Regions from separate parts of the Mus musculus genome. Here all the other regions are linked to region 1. A link is a contact called in public Micro-C data. All regions are on one chromosome and are shown on one strand. Each heading gives the region's core, a stretch centred on a gene start, on an enhancer-like site or on the middle of the called end of the contact. The rest is flanking DNA. Distances are from core to core; before and after follow the strand shown.

The links. Hi-C and Micro-C count contacts between places; a contact is called where the count stands out from the background.
Region 2: a Micro-C map of embryonic stem cells shows a contact between it and region 1, with 14 times the contacts expected there. The contact joins the promoter of Foxd2 here to the promoter of Nfia in region 1. A contact is called at or near these places in 2 of 39 promoter capture datasets (cranial neural crest and embryonic stem cells) and 2 of 484 Hi-C or Micro-C datasets (both in embryonic stem cells).
Region 3: a Micro-C map of embryonic stem cells shows a contact between it and region 1, with 11 times the contacts expected there. The contact joins the promoter of Tal1 here to the promoter of Nfia in region 1. A contact is called at or near these places in 1 of 39 promoter capture datasets (cranial neural crest) and 1 of 484 Hi-C or Micro-C datasets (embryonic stem cells).

Annotation. Positions count from the first base shown.
Region 1 is chr4:97,776,004-97,779,500 of GRCm38.p6, forward strand. Nfia (nuclear factor I/A) reads left to right here and starts at 1,623. Exons shown (of 11, transcript NM_010905.3): 1 at 1,623-1,991. The coding sequence starts at 1,965. Gm38709 (a long non-coding RNA gene) reads right to left here and starts at 1,420. Exons shown (of 5, transcript XR_003955232.1): 1 at 1,026-1,420; 2 at 123-220.
Region 2 is chr4:114,906,820-114,910,613 of GRCm38.p6, forward strand. It overlaps Foxd2 (forkhead box D2), which reads right to left and starts at 2,079. Exons shown (of 1, transcript NM_008593.3): 1 at 1-2,079. The coding sequence starts at 2,002. The coding sequence ends at 524. It overlaps Foxd2os (forkhead box D2, opposite strand), which reads left to right and starts at 2,438. Exons shown (of 4, transcript NR_030721.2): 1 at 2,438-2,839.
Region 3 is chr4:115,056,375-115,059,924 of GRCm38.p6, forward strand. Tal1 (T cell acute lymphocytic leukemia 1) reads left to right here and starts at 1,437. Exons shown (of 5, transcript NM_001287388.1): 1 at 1,437-1,497; 2 at 3,145-3,292. It overlaps Gm33786 (a long non-coding RNA gene), which reads right to left and starts at 2,936. Exons shown (of 2, transcript XR_376559.3): 1 at 1,683-2,936; 2 at 1,248-1,535.

The DNA.
Region 1 (3,497 bases), core at 373-2,872:
AACGGACTAGAGAACAAACAAACTTTAGACTGCCGGCTGTCTCAGCAGAACATTATATTTGGCCTTTTCTAGTAGCAGGCTTACCCACCTAGAAAAAAAAATCTGAATGAAAGTGATCATACCCCCTCACTTTCTTCTGTCGGGTGGGCATGCCTGCAGACTCTAGTCCTGTCATCTCCACCAGGGAGCGGATTCCCAGTCTGTGTGCCAGCGTCGGAATCTGGGGAGTTTTAAAGAAGGGTAGGTAAATACAGAAGGCTGCAAAACTTCAGGAGGGAGAGGAGGAGGAGAAAATGAGAGTTTGGAGGAGACAGGTATACTTTTTCCCCCTCTAGAAGAAAAGAGAGTCTAGAGAGAAAGTGTTGAGTTTTTTTTTTTTTAAGGAAGAAAGAAAGAAAGAAAGAAAGAAAGAGAGAAAGAAAGAGAGAAAGAAAGAAAGAAAAGAAAGAGGGAAGGAAGGAGGGAAGGACAGAAGAAAAAGAAAGCTGGAAGAGCAGGCTTGTTGGCAATGTGCCAAACCCTAAAACCACCCCCCCCCCTTCTGCCAAAACAATACTTTAGCAAACCTAAAATAATTGCAGGAAGCTCTTTTCCATCTTGAGAACTATTACCTGGGGAAGGGAAAAGTTGGGATCCACAAAGACGCACCCTTGAAGAGTGTGTCTGGGGAACAGGGACTCAGATGTTAGTCCTGGGCTCCCATTTGGGGATACAAACATATCTCTTTCCTAAGGGGGCAACCCTTTCACAGTTTTCCTTCTCAGTATACAGAAAAATGTCCCAGCTAAACCACTGTTGTTTCTGACGTGACAGAACTTTTTTGGGCGTTTGTGTTTAAACCCACCAGCTCCTGGGTTCTGGGAGAGAAGAGCGTTCGCTCATGACTCTCCTCCTTGCTTTCTCCAGACACCTCCTCCCCCGCAATCTGGGGAATCTTTGGGGTGATCTTCCTATCCCCCCCACCCCCAGATTCTGACTGCTATAGAGTCGTAGCTGAAAAGTTAGCAGGCTTTTGTGCATATTACCTCTCCCGACGATACTATTCCCATAGAAAGCTTCGCAGGAGAGATTACAATGCTTTTGAGCTTTACCGCATTTCAGAGGAAGGGAGGAAAAGTTACCTAGAAGGTCTGATTTTTTACAAGAAATTTGCATACATGCAAATGTAACGCGCGCCCTTCTCTGGGGTTCCTAGGGAGCCCAACCCGCGGCCCACGGGGGTGCGGGGCGCCCCGACAAAGTTGCCCCAATCCTCTCCCGACGTCCGCGGAGGGCTGCGGCGCGGGTGGGGGGATGGGGAGGAGGAAAAGTAGTTTTGTTTGCTTAAGCACATCCTGTGGCAGCCTATAGCCGCCCGGAGGACACGCTGAAAAAACCGCTCCGCGCCGCGTTCCCGGGGACCGCGCCGAGCGGGGCGGGGGGCGGGGGGCCGCGGGAGGCAGCGAGCGCGGAGCGAGCGGCGGGCGGGCGGGCGGCCCTGCAGGCTGGGGACCGGTGTCAGCGCCGCAGCCGCCCCTCCCCCACCCGGCTCCCCCCCACCCCGCCCCCCCACCCCCACCCCACCCCACCCCCACACCCCCGCGGCGGCGGCGCGAGCGGGCGGCGGCCGTGCGGTGCGGTGCAGAACGCGGCGCAGGCGGGCGCGCGGGCAGCTCGCGGGCACCCGGCCGGCCGGCGCGGGAGCGGGAAAGGGTGCGCTATGCCTTTAACGCCCGCGTACAGTAGACAGTATAGTGGAGTGTAGGGAAACTCTAGGCGGGGTTAAAGTTCAGCGCGTGGAGCGGCAAGAGCGCTGGCTGCTGCAGTTGAGCCGAGTTGGAAATGTGAACGCAAGAAGCAGGCTTGATTTTTTATTCCTCCCCCCCTCCTAGCTCTCTCCTCCTCTCTCTCCCTCTCGCACCCACACTCACGCACACCTCCAGCCCGCACACAGACGTGCACGCACCCCCCGCCGCCCGGCAGTTATGTATTCTCCGCTCTGTCTCACCCAGGTAAGCAGCTGCGGGGGCGCGGGGCGGCCGTGTGCCTCGGCGGGAGCCGTGTCTGCGCGTGTTTCTGTGTGTGCGCGCGCGTGTGCGGGGGGGGGGGCTGCAGCTTTAAGAAAGTAACTTTGTTTCCATGCGGGTGCATTCCTCCTGCTCGGCCATTTGTGTGGGCACATGGCTAATGGCGCCCTCTTATTAATGCGTTAATTAATATCGGGGCGCCGGACTGCGGAGCTCCGCCGGGGCTTGCGGGCGCCCCGCACGTGTGTCCGCGGCTGCAGCCCCTGACACGCTGCAATCTGGACTCTGGCGGCTGCGGCGCGGAGCGCGGTGCCCGCGATTCCTCCGCTCCAGGGAGGGGCGGCTGAGCCCCGCAAGCCCCGCACGCCGGCTGCACCCGGGGCGCCCTGGCTGCCGGGGTCCTCCCGCGCCGCCGCGCCCCCCGCCGACGCCCCGAACTCTTACTTTTGTTTTGTGCCAGCTTTGCGGGCCGGCCCGGGCAGCGCCCCTCGGACGCGGCGGGCGGGCAGTGCTAGCCTTAGTCCGTGGGCTGCGGAGACGCACTCCCCGCGCCGGCCCGGGACCTTGCTGTCCTTGCCTCCTGCCCGCGACCCCCAGGCGAAAGTTTCGGGGTCTGGCGAGCCCACGCCGCGGAGGCCACAGAGCCGCCAAGGCCGCGGGTCGGGCCGGGCTGGGCCGCTGCGGGCGGAGTGGGACTCCGGCTCGAGGGCGAGCGGCGGCCAGGGCCCGAGTCGGCTGCCCCGCCGCCGCCGCCGCCTAGGCAAGCCCCGGGCGGCTCAGCCAGCAGGACCCGGCAACTTTCCCTGCAGCCCCACTCGCGGCGTGGGGCCTGGTGCCCCTCCGCCTGCCCCTCCTGCCCGAGCCTCCCAGCCCATCCCTCCCGGTCGAGTCTGCACCAGCAGCAAGGAAACACTGCTATTTTGCGGCTCCGGATCTGGTCCCGTTTGAATATATTATTTATTTTCTCTGACTAAAAGGCATAAAGTCAGAGTGATTTGCGCTAATTTTTCTCTTTAAGTACGAGTCTTTATATGGCTTTAAAACATTGCACCCTGGCCAGTAATCACCTACATGAAGTTATATGCTTCCAGCACAAGGTTTCTTCACGACTCCCTCAAAACCCTGCTACCACTGTGCCTTCAATGAGTTGGAGCTAACGGTTTACCGGGAATACTTTGGAAGGCTGGACGTATCAGTAGCTTTTCCTCTCCGCTGTAGAGTCTGGATTTATTTCCCATATGACTTCCTTTCTTACTGCAGTATCTAACAGTAATAACACTGGCTATTTGATCTCAGAAGACTCTTAAATGCATCTTTTATGTGGAGATGGTCTGTTTGGGATTTAGGCCTCACATTAATAATGGATTGCAGTTGTTTTAGTTATTGTAAAAGTACCCCCCCCCCCCCGCAACTTCCAAAGTTACTATTTTAGTAACTTGTGGAAGTATGGAGTGAAAACTTCTCCAACTACTTCTGGCAGGGTTCACAATT
Region 2 (3,794 bases), core at 829-3,328, about 17 Mb after region 1:
AGGCTTGGAGGGAACCAGCTTCCTTGAAGAACAGCAAAAGGAACCAAAAAAATTTTTTTTGAAAATTTCTCTTAAGCACAAAGCAGATAACAGATGTCTTTAAATTATAATATTGGATGAGCGGGTCTCAAAGTTGAGGAAGGAATGGGGCAGTGGGTTTTTTCAAGCCATGGGTGATTCTGGCGCGATCCAACAACCGACAGGCGTATCTCTGCCAAAGCATTCTCTGACTGTGAAAGGCGCAAAGGCAAGACACAGAGAAGGTTCCTGCTCTCCTTTTTGATGCTCAAACAGAAAAGCGGTCTCCGCTTTAAACCTATTGCGTAGATCAGGGAGGCCAGGGAGCCCGCTTCGTCCCAACTGCCGGTGACATTCTGAGCTTGCAGCTTGAAGTGCCCGATAACGCGCGACGGCCTAGGTCTGGAGACTCTTCATAAATAGACTCCCTGAATTCCGCTGGGACCGGCCGAGCTCCCCAGAGAGGTTAAGGAGTGAGGGCCTAACTGGCCCGAGCCCGGTGCGGTCAAAAGTGGCAGCCACTGAGGCCCGCGACTTTGCTGGCAAACGAGGGCCCTGAAGACAGGAGTGAGTCCCCTGGGTGCGAGAGGCGGATGTGGCCAGCCACCGGAGTCAGGGCCGGGGCAGTCAGCATGGCCAAGACTTGGGCTTGACCCCCAGGACCTGCGGCTGCGGCGAATGGCGATCCCGGAGAACCGTCGCCGCTGCCCGGGGGTGCGGCCCCGCCACCACCGTGGCCCATGATGTGGTCTATAGAAAAGGAAGGCCTCTGGCCTGTCCCCGCGCCCCCGCCACCCGCACCACCGCCGGCGTCCGTCTTGAGGCCCTGACGCAGGAGTGCAGTGGACAGGCTAGCCGCTGTGCCAGCTGCGGGGGGACTCAAGGACGCGGGGTAGAAAGCCTTGGCGCAACCCAGCTCTGCGCCTAGGAAGGCAGGCAGCCCTGCGGGGCTCGGGCCAGATCCCGGGGCAGGCGCAGGGGCCGGCGCCGAGGCCGCGCTTGCGAAGACCGAGGCCGTCGGAGGTCCGGGAGGAGGCGCCGCGGCGCGGCCCGGGGGAACTGACAGCTGGCAAGGCGCGGTGGCGGCGAAGGCGAAGGCGTGCGGGTGCGGATGCGGGTGTGGGGCCGGGCCCGGTGGAGGTGCACCGTAGGCCGGGAGCGCCAGCCCGTAGCCGTAGCCGTAAGCGCCGTAAGCGGCGAAGCTCGAGAGGAAGGCGCCAGGGTCCCCGGCCGCGGCAGCCCCGCCACGCAACAGCAGCTCCGGGTGAGGATGCGGGTGTGGATGCGGTGGCGGCAGAGGCTGCCGCTTGAAGCGCTTGCGGCGCCGCAGGAAACTGCCGTTGTCGAACATGTCGGCCGACTCCGGGTCGAGCGTCCAGTAGTTGCCCTTGCCCGGGTTGCCCGGCTCGCGGGGGATCTTAACGAAGCAGTCGTTGAGGGAGAGGTTGTGGCGGATGCTATTCTGCCAGGCAGGGAACTTCTCCCGGTAGTAGGGGAAGCGGCCGCTGATGAACTCGCAGATCTCGCTCAGCGTCAGGCGCTTCTTGGGGCTCTGCAGGATGGCCATGGTGATGAGGGCGATGTACGAATAAGGTGGTTTCACCAGAGGGCTCCGTGTCGCCGCGCCCCCCGACGGCGGCCCGGGTCCCGGCCCCGGCCCCGTTGCGCCTCGGGCTGCCTGCACGCCGGGCCCCGGGCTTCCCGCTGCGGCCGCCGCCCCCCGGGGCGCTAGAGCGCGGGGCTCGCAGTCAGAGCAACCTCCCGACTCTTCCTCGTCCTCAGCCACGTCCGCCTCGGCTTCCTCCGGGGGAGGCTCGTGGCCGTGAGGGAGCACGTCCCGAGGGGCGCGGGGCCCGGAGCGGGCTGTGAGCTCCCCCCCACCGCTGCCGCCGCCCACCACGTCTATGTCTGCGTCGGGCTCAGACAGCGCGGCCGGGGAGCTCTCGGAGGACATGATCTCGCAGCAGCAGCTGCCCAGGGTCATGGTGCCGCCGCCGCCGCCGCCGCCTCCTCCGCCGCCTCCTCCGCCGCCGCTCTCCGGCTCCGCTCGGCCCGCGGCTCCGGCTCCGCCGTGCTGCCTCTCCGACCAGTGTGTTTTGCGCGCGGGCGGGGAGGGGGCGGAGGACAGGGAGGGGATGTCCCCTAGCTCCTCAGCGCCCCCTGGTGTTGAAACTCTAGGACTTTCACCCTGCAGGGCGCACCCAACCGGTGCTGCCCCGGGACTAGAAAACCAGGCACTGGAGAAGAGCAGTAAAGCAGCCCGTTACTCGGTCGAATCTGGGCTTCTGGGCCCCTAGACACATAAGTGGGGCTTCAGGAGATTAGTCCCTCCCGCCTGGTGGCAGCCTAAGGCGGAAGAACTGTGGGCCCGGGGCGGAGCTCTCTGGGCAGGGTGGGGCGGGGAAGGAAGGGGGCGGGCAGAGGTCCTCTGCTCCCGGGCCCGGCGGGAACAAACTGCCGCGGTGGCGGGAGCTAGGCTCGCTTGGCTGGAGGCGGGTCATCCTTCTCCTCGCAGCTCCCGCAACCCCGTGGCTCCCTGGAGCCACCACCACCTTCAGTGCGCTCAGTTACTGGAAGTCAAAGCTTATGCCGGCGCAGCTGCATCTGGTGGTGGCAGTGGCTACAAACCTCCTCTCCTCATCTCCCCAAGGCGGCGCCCGGGCCACCCGGGCCGAAGCGCGGATGGATCGCCAGTGAGCCGAGATGGCCAGACCGACGCCGCGGACAAGGACCTACTGGAGGCTAAGGGAGTTCTGGAGGACAAGTGAAGAGAGTGATCCAGAGGAACAAACTCGGGCGCCGGAAGATCCTACTCAGATAGGTGAGAAATGTCTGCGGTGGTCCTCTCTTTCCCCTCCAAGGCCCTGGCCCTGCCACTGTCCCCAGGAAGACCGTCTGCTCTCACTCCTCTTAGTGATTCGTCTCCGCATTCGCCGCATTCTCCGCACACCCACAGGTCCTTAGCTTGGGTTTGCAGGATTGATTTTTTTTTTTTTTTTTTTTTTTTTGTCTCAGCATCTCAATCTTTATAATTGTCTCTCTTGACCCCCGTGCATATCCTGCGGAAACTGAGTTTTCCTGGATGTTTGTTCCTAAGTCTAACAATCCCGCTCTTAATTTCCGGATTTAGAGACTCTTACAACAGAACTCTCACGGAGATGTCCCCCCGAAGAAACTTAACCTCATCCCTGGGCCAGTGTTGCCCTTTTATCTGGGGACTTTCTCCACAGAAGGTTGGTCCAGTATGCTTTTTCTGCTAGCCAGATTCTTTTGCCCATCTTTATCCCTCTTCCCTACTCTTCCTCTAGGACCCAGAAACAAGTTGCTCAGGTTTATACTGAGCCCATTTCAACCTCTTGGGGCTGGAAGGGATTGGGAGAAGGTAAGAACTGGACAGAGGCTGGCTGTTGCCTCAACAGCGCCTCACAGTGGCCAAGGCTCCAGCATAGGGGGCCTCAATACCTGCTGTGCACTCCCAGCGCTCTGTGACCCTCCTTAGGTAACTTCCTTTCAGGGCCCTACTTTCCTGGTGTGCACCGCAGGATTAAGAGCAGGACCGGGGGACTTAAACTGCTGGGATCCCAATTTTGGTTTCACCAGTTTCCAGCTGTCTCACCTGGCTAATTTTAATCTTTTTGCCTGACTCTTCCTCTAAAATAAAATTTAAAACACCTACCTCAAGCCTGACACGATGGTTAGCCCTTGCTTAAGTAACTTCAGCATTCAGAATGCTGAGGCGGGAGGTTTGCTTCAAGTTCTAGGCCAGCCTGAGCTTC
Region 3 (3,550 bases), core at 187-2,686, about 17 Mb after region 1:
AATGGGTCGGGAGACACGGTGGTCTTAAGAGGCTAGACAACGGCCAAAGCCGCTGAACGAGCATCTGGGAGGCGGAGATCCGAGTCGGGTTGTTTGTAGGGAGCGGGAATCCCGAGGGGCCAGGGGTGGGGAACGGGCGGAACCCGCCGGGTCCCAACGTGAGCGCTCAGCCCTCTCCTCTGCGCATTCCTGGGCCATCCCAGCGCCGCAACCCGTCCCCGCTCCCTCCGGAGAAATTGCCAAATTAAAATGAATCATTTGGCCCATAATGGCCGAGGCGCTTATCGGGGGCGGGCGGGCCCGAGGCGGCTCCTTATCTCGGCGGCGCACACGGCCGGCGCTAACGAGGCCGCGGGCGGGAGCGGGATTAGAGCGCGCGGCGAGGCGCGGGCGGGGGCTGCCCAACATGGCCACGCACACCCCCAAGGCGCAAAACGTGAGCGTCCCGGCCTTCTTCCCAGGGCCGGGAGACAGTCGCCTCCCGTGGAATTGCCCGTCCGTTTCCTCCGTCTTTCCCCATGCGCACTCCAGCCTCGGCTCCCTCTCCCCCGTCTCTTCCCGGGGGGCACTTTCCACGACGCCCCTCCGCTGCCCCTCCCGCCGGGGAGACTCTCTTCCTTCCTTCCCCTTTTCCCCTTGCGCAATAGACAGAAAAGCGCAAGGCGCTGGCGGCTTCCATTGCTTCTGGGCGGTGTGTGCGGGCGGCCGGGTTGAGAGTGCTTGCGTGAGCGGCAGGCTGCGGTGGCTACTCCCCGCGTGGGCTTTTGGCGATAGGTCGTGTGCGGGAGTGTGAAACCCTGCGCTGTCTGGGTGTGGAGATTCCGACCTCTCTGCGTTTTATTCGTTGTATGTAAATTGCCCTGTTTCTTTTCTCCACAAGGTCGGTCTGGTGTATCGCAGTGTGTGGCCTTGGACAAAGTGTTAGGCTGGTTTCGTTATGTCGGGCGGGTGTGATCCTCACCCTGTGAGGTTGTGTGTCTGTGAGCGTTTGCGTGTGACTGATGTCGCTGTGTCATGTTGGACAGTATGCCGGTCTGCCTACACCGGCTTGTGGGACAGAGCTAGCTCGTGTTCATCTGCTTCCCTCCTCTGGGCCTGGACCATGTGTGGTCCTGTCCAACAAGAGTCCTATGCCTGTGTGCCTGTGTCCTTTAGAGGTGCGTTTGCAAATCGCTGGGGGCGGGAGTGGGGGGAGGGCGAGCGAGAGATCGAGGCGCTGGTGGGGGCGTCAGCATGGGGGCGGGGAGTGGGATTTCACATTTTATTCCAAATTATGATGTATTCGGGAGCCAGTGTTGGCTCGGATGGGCGGACAGAGCCCAGTGGGCGGCAGCTCTGTCCGGAGGCTGTCTGTGCCTTGGTGTTGCGGGGGTCCCCTGGTGTGTGCGGGGGGAATCTTCTAATCTGGAAGATGAGCCGCGCTCGCTGAGGCCAGCGTCTTCCCGCCCGCAGCGCCAGGCCTGGATTCGCGCTGCCCCTGGGTTTCGCCTATTTCTGGTCAGTTTCGCGGGTGCGTCCGCGGTGGTTGGGAGAGGCTGGGAAAGACAATGGGCACATTTTCCAGGTCTGGTGCCAGGGGTGGGGGTCCTCGGGATCGTCCCGGGGGACATTTTCTCAGTCCCTTTCCCATCCCGGTCCAGTCAGACCCCCTAGCAGGTTAGCTGCCCTTGGAGTCCACTTACGTTGGAAGGACCGCTTCAGGGCCACCTTAGCTGGACAAGAAGGATCGCGTTTTCCCCTTTTACTGCGATTGTTAATACCTTCGTCATCATCACCATCACCCTTAATATCCGCTTTTAATTAAAACAATCGAACAAAAAGCTCACCAGTTCTACCCTTTAGCTTCTTTGGAGGGAGAACAAAGCAGTCCTGTCCTGTCTTAGGCCCCTCCCTAGCTGCTTTTTTTTTTTTTCCCCTAACTTGCCAGGTTTGGGGTAGGGAAAGAAAATGAAGAGGTAGTCAGAATAAAGAGTCACTCCATAAAACAAACATTAGCCTCAAGTAACAACGGGAACGAGTGTATTCCCCGCGTCTCCCCTCCTCTTCCCTCCTTCTCTGGATTAGCAAGGAGAAAGAAAACCTCCCGCACTGAATTGAAAGCCAGGGAGGAGGCAGTTCTGAGCTTCCGCCAAAGCCGCAGCGGAGAGAAGGAAGCCTTCGCAATTAACCCAAGACTTCGATGTGCCATTGGGCGGTGGACATCTCAGGCAAAACAATTAAAAAAAAAAAAGGAGGCGAAAAATAAAAGCAAACGAAATCCAGCTACCGCTCTTGGAAGTGGCGTCGGTCTGCTTTGGCCCGTCTTTCCTTTTGCTTTGTTTATCGCTGCGAAACAGTATAAGAGGTGTAAGAGTTAACTCTCATCTACTGCCAGTCAAAACCCCGAAAGTCGAAAATCTTTTGCAAAGGTGGTGGAAGAAATGGTGAAATACCTTCCTTTATATCTCTGCATCCATTAGAAAGAAAACAAGGGACCCAGCTAAAACAGATAGAGCTCTCTCTCTCTCCCTTTCATCCCTGCAAGGGAAATAGGATCTTTGGAAACAGGTTCTGCCTTGTCCTGGGCAGGAACTTGAAAGATGGGGTCATGAGGAGTATGGGACCAGGGCTCCCAGGTTCTGACCCAGCAGCCAGGGCCTGAAAACTCTTGGGTTTTTGTTGTTGTTGTTGTTGTTGTTTTTGTTTTTGTTTTTGTTTTTCCATCCCGTTCTCTCCACCCTCGTCAAATAGAGAATTACATCTTCCTGCTCTGGCTAAGCCTGGGCTAAGGTTGTGGGGGCAACCCGCATAGAGACGTCCATGCTTAGAAAACAAATTCGGCCATACTGAATTAGACAGATCCGTTAGAGGGTTCGAACACGTTCTGGGCAGCCTGCCGGAGAGGCTGTTGTTGTTGGACTAAGTAGTTATTCCTGATTGGTCAGGTGTAAGGTTCTTCTTCTTTTTCTTTTTTTAATTCGGGATGTGTTTGGGGGAGGGTGGGCTCCAAACACCTGCAAGTTGGAGGCGGAAAGCCATTTGCTATTCTTTGGGATGGCGGGGCACACGAGGTAATTCCCAGTCATTGACCCCCCATTTTCTCTCTCGCCCTCCCTCTTTCTCTCCACCCCCATCTTTCCTGGAAACTCGCTTTGGGCGCGGCAGACCGCGCAGGACCTCACGGCAAGCTAAGTAACTGCTGGTCTCTCAGCGAGAGCCGGGAAACCCAGCTTCGGGGTCCTACCTCGACCCCTCTCCAGCGGAGGAGTGGAGGTCCTAACCAGCCGAGTAGGTCTCTCTAAATATGCCCCAGGTTAGTTGCGGCCTGGAGTCTGGGGTGGGGTGGGTGGAGGAAGGGGGGTAATGTCTGTGGAAACAACAGTATTCTGGGTTGTGAACTGGGGGGCGGGGGGGGGGAGACGACTTAGAACTGAGAAGATTGGTGGGGGTGGGGGTGGGGGTGGGAGAACCAACCTAGACTAAGAACCCGGGATCTGACTGCCACTAAGCTGCCTCAGGCCTCCAGCAGGGCTCTTTCCTTTTTCCGGCCTTGGATAAAACAAGCTGGTTG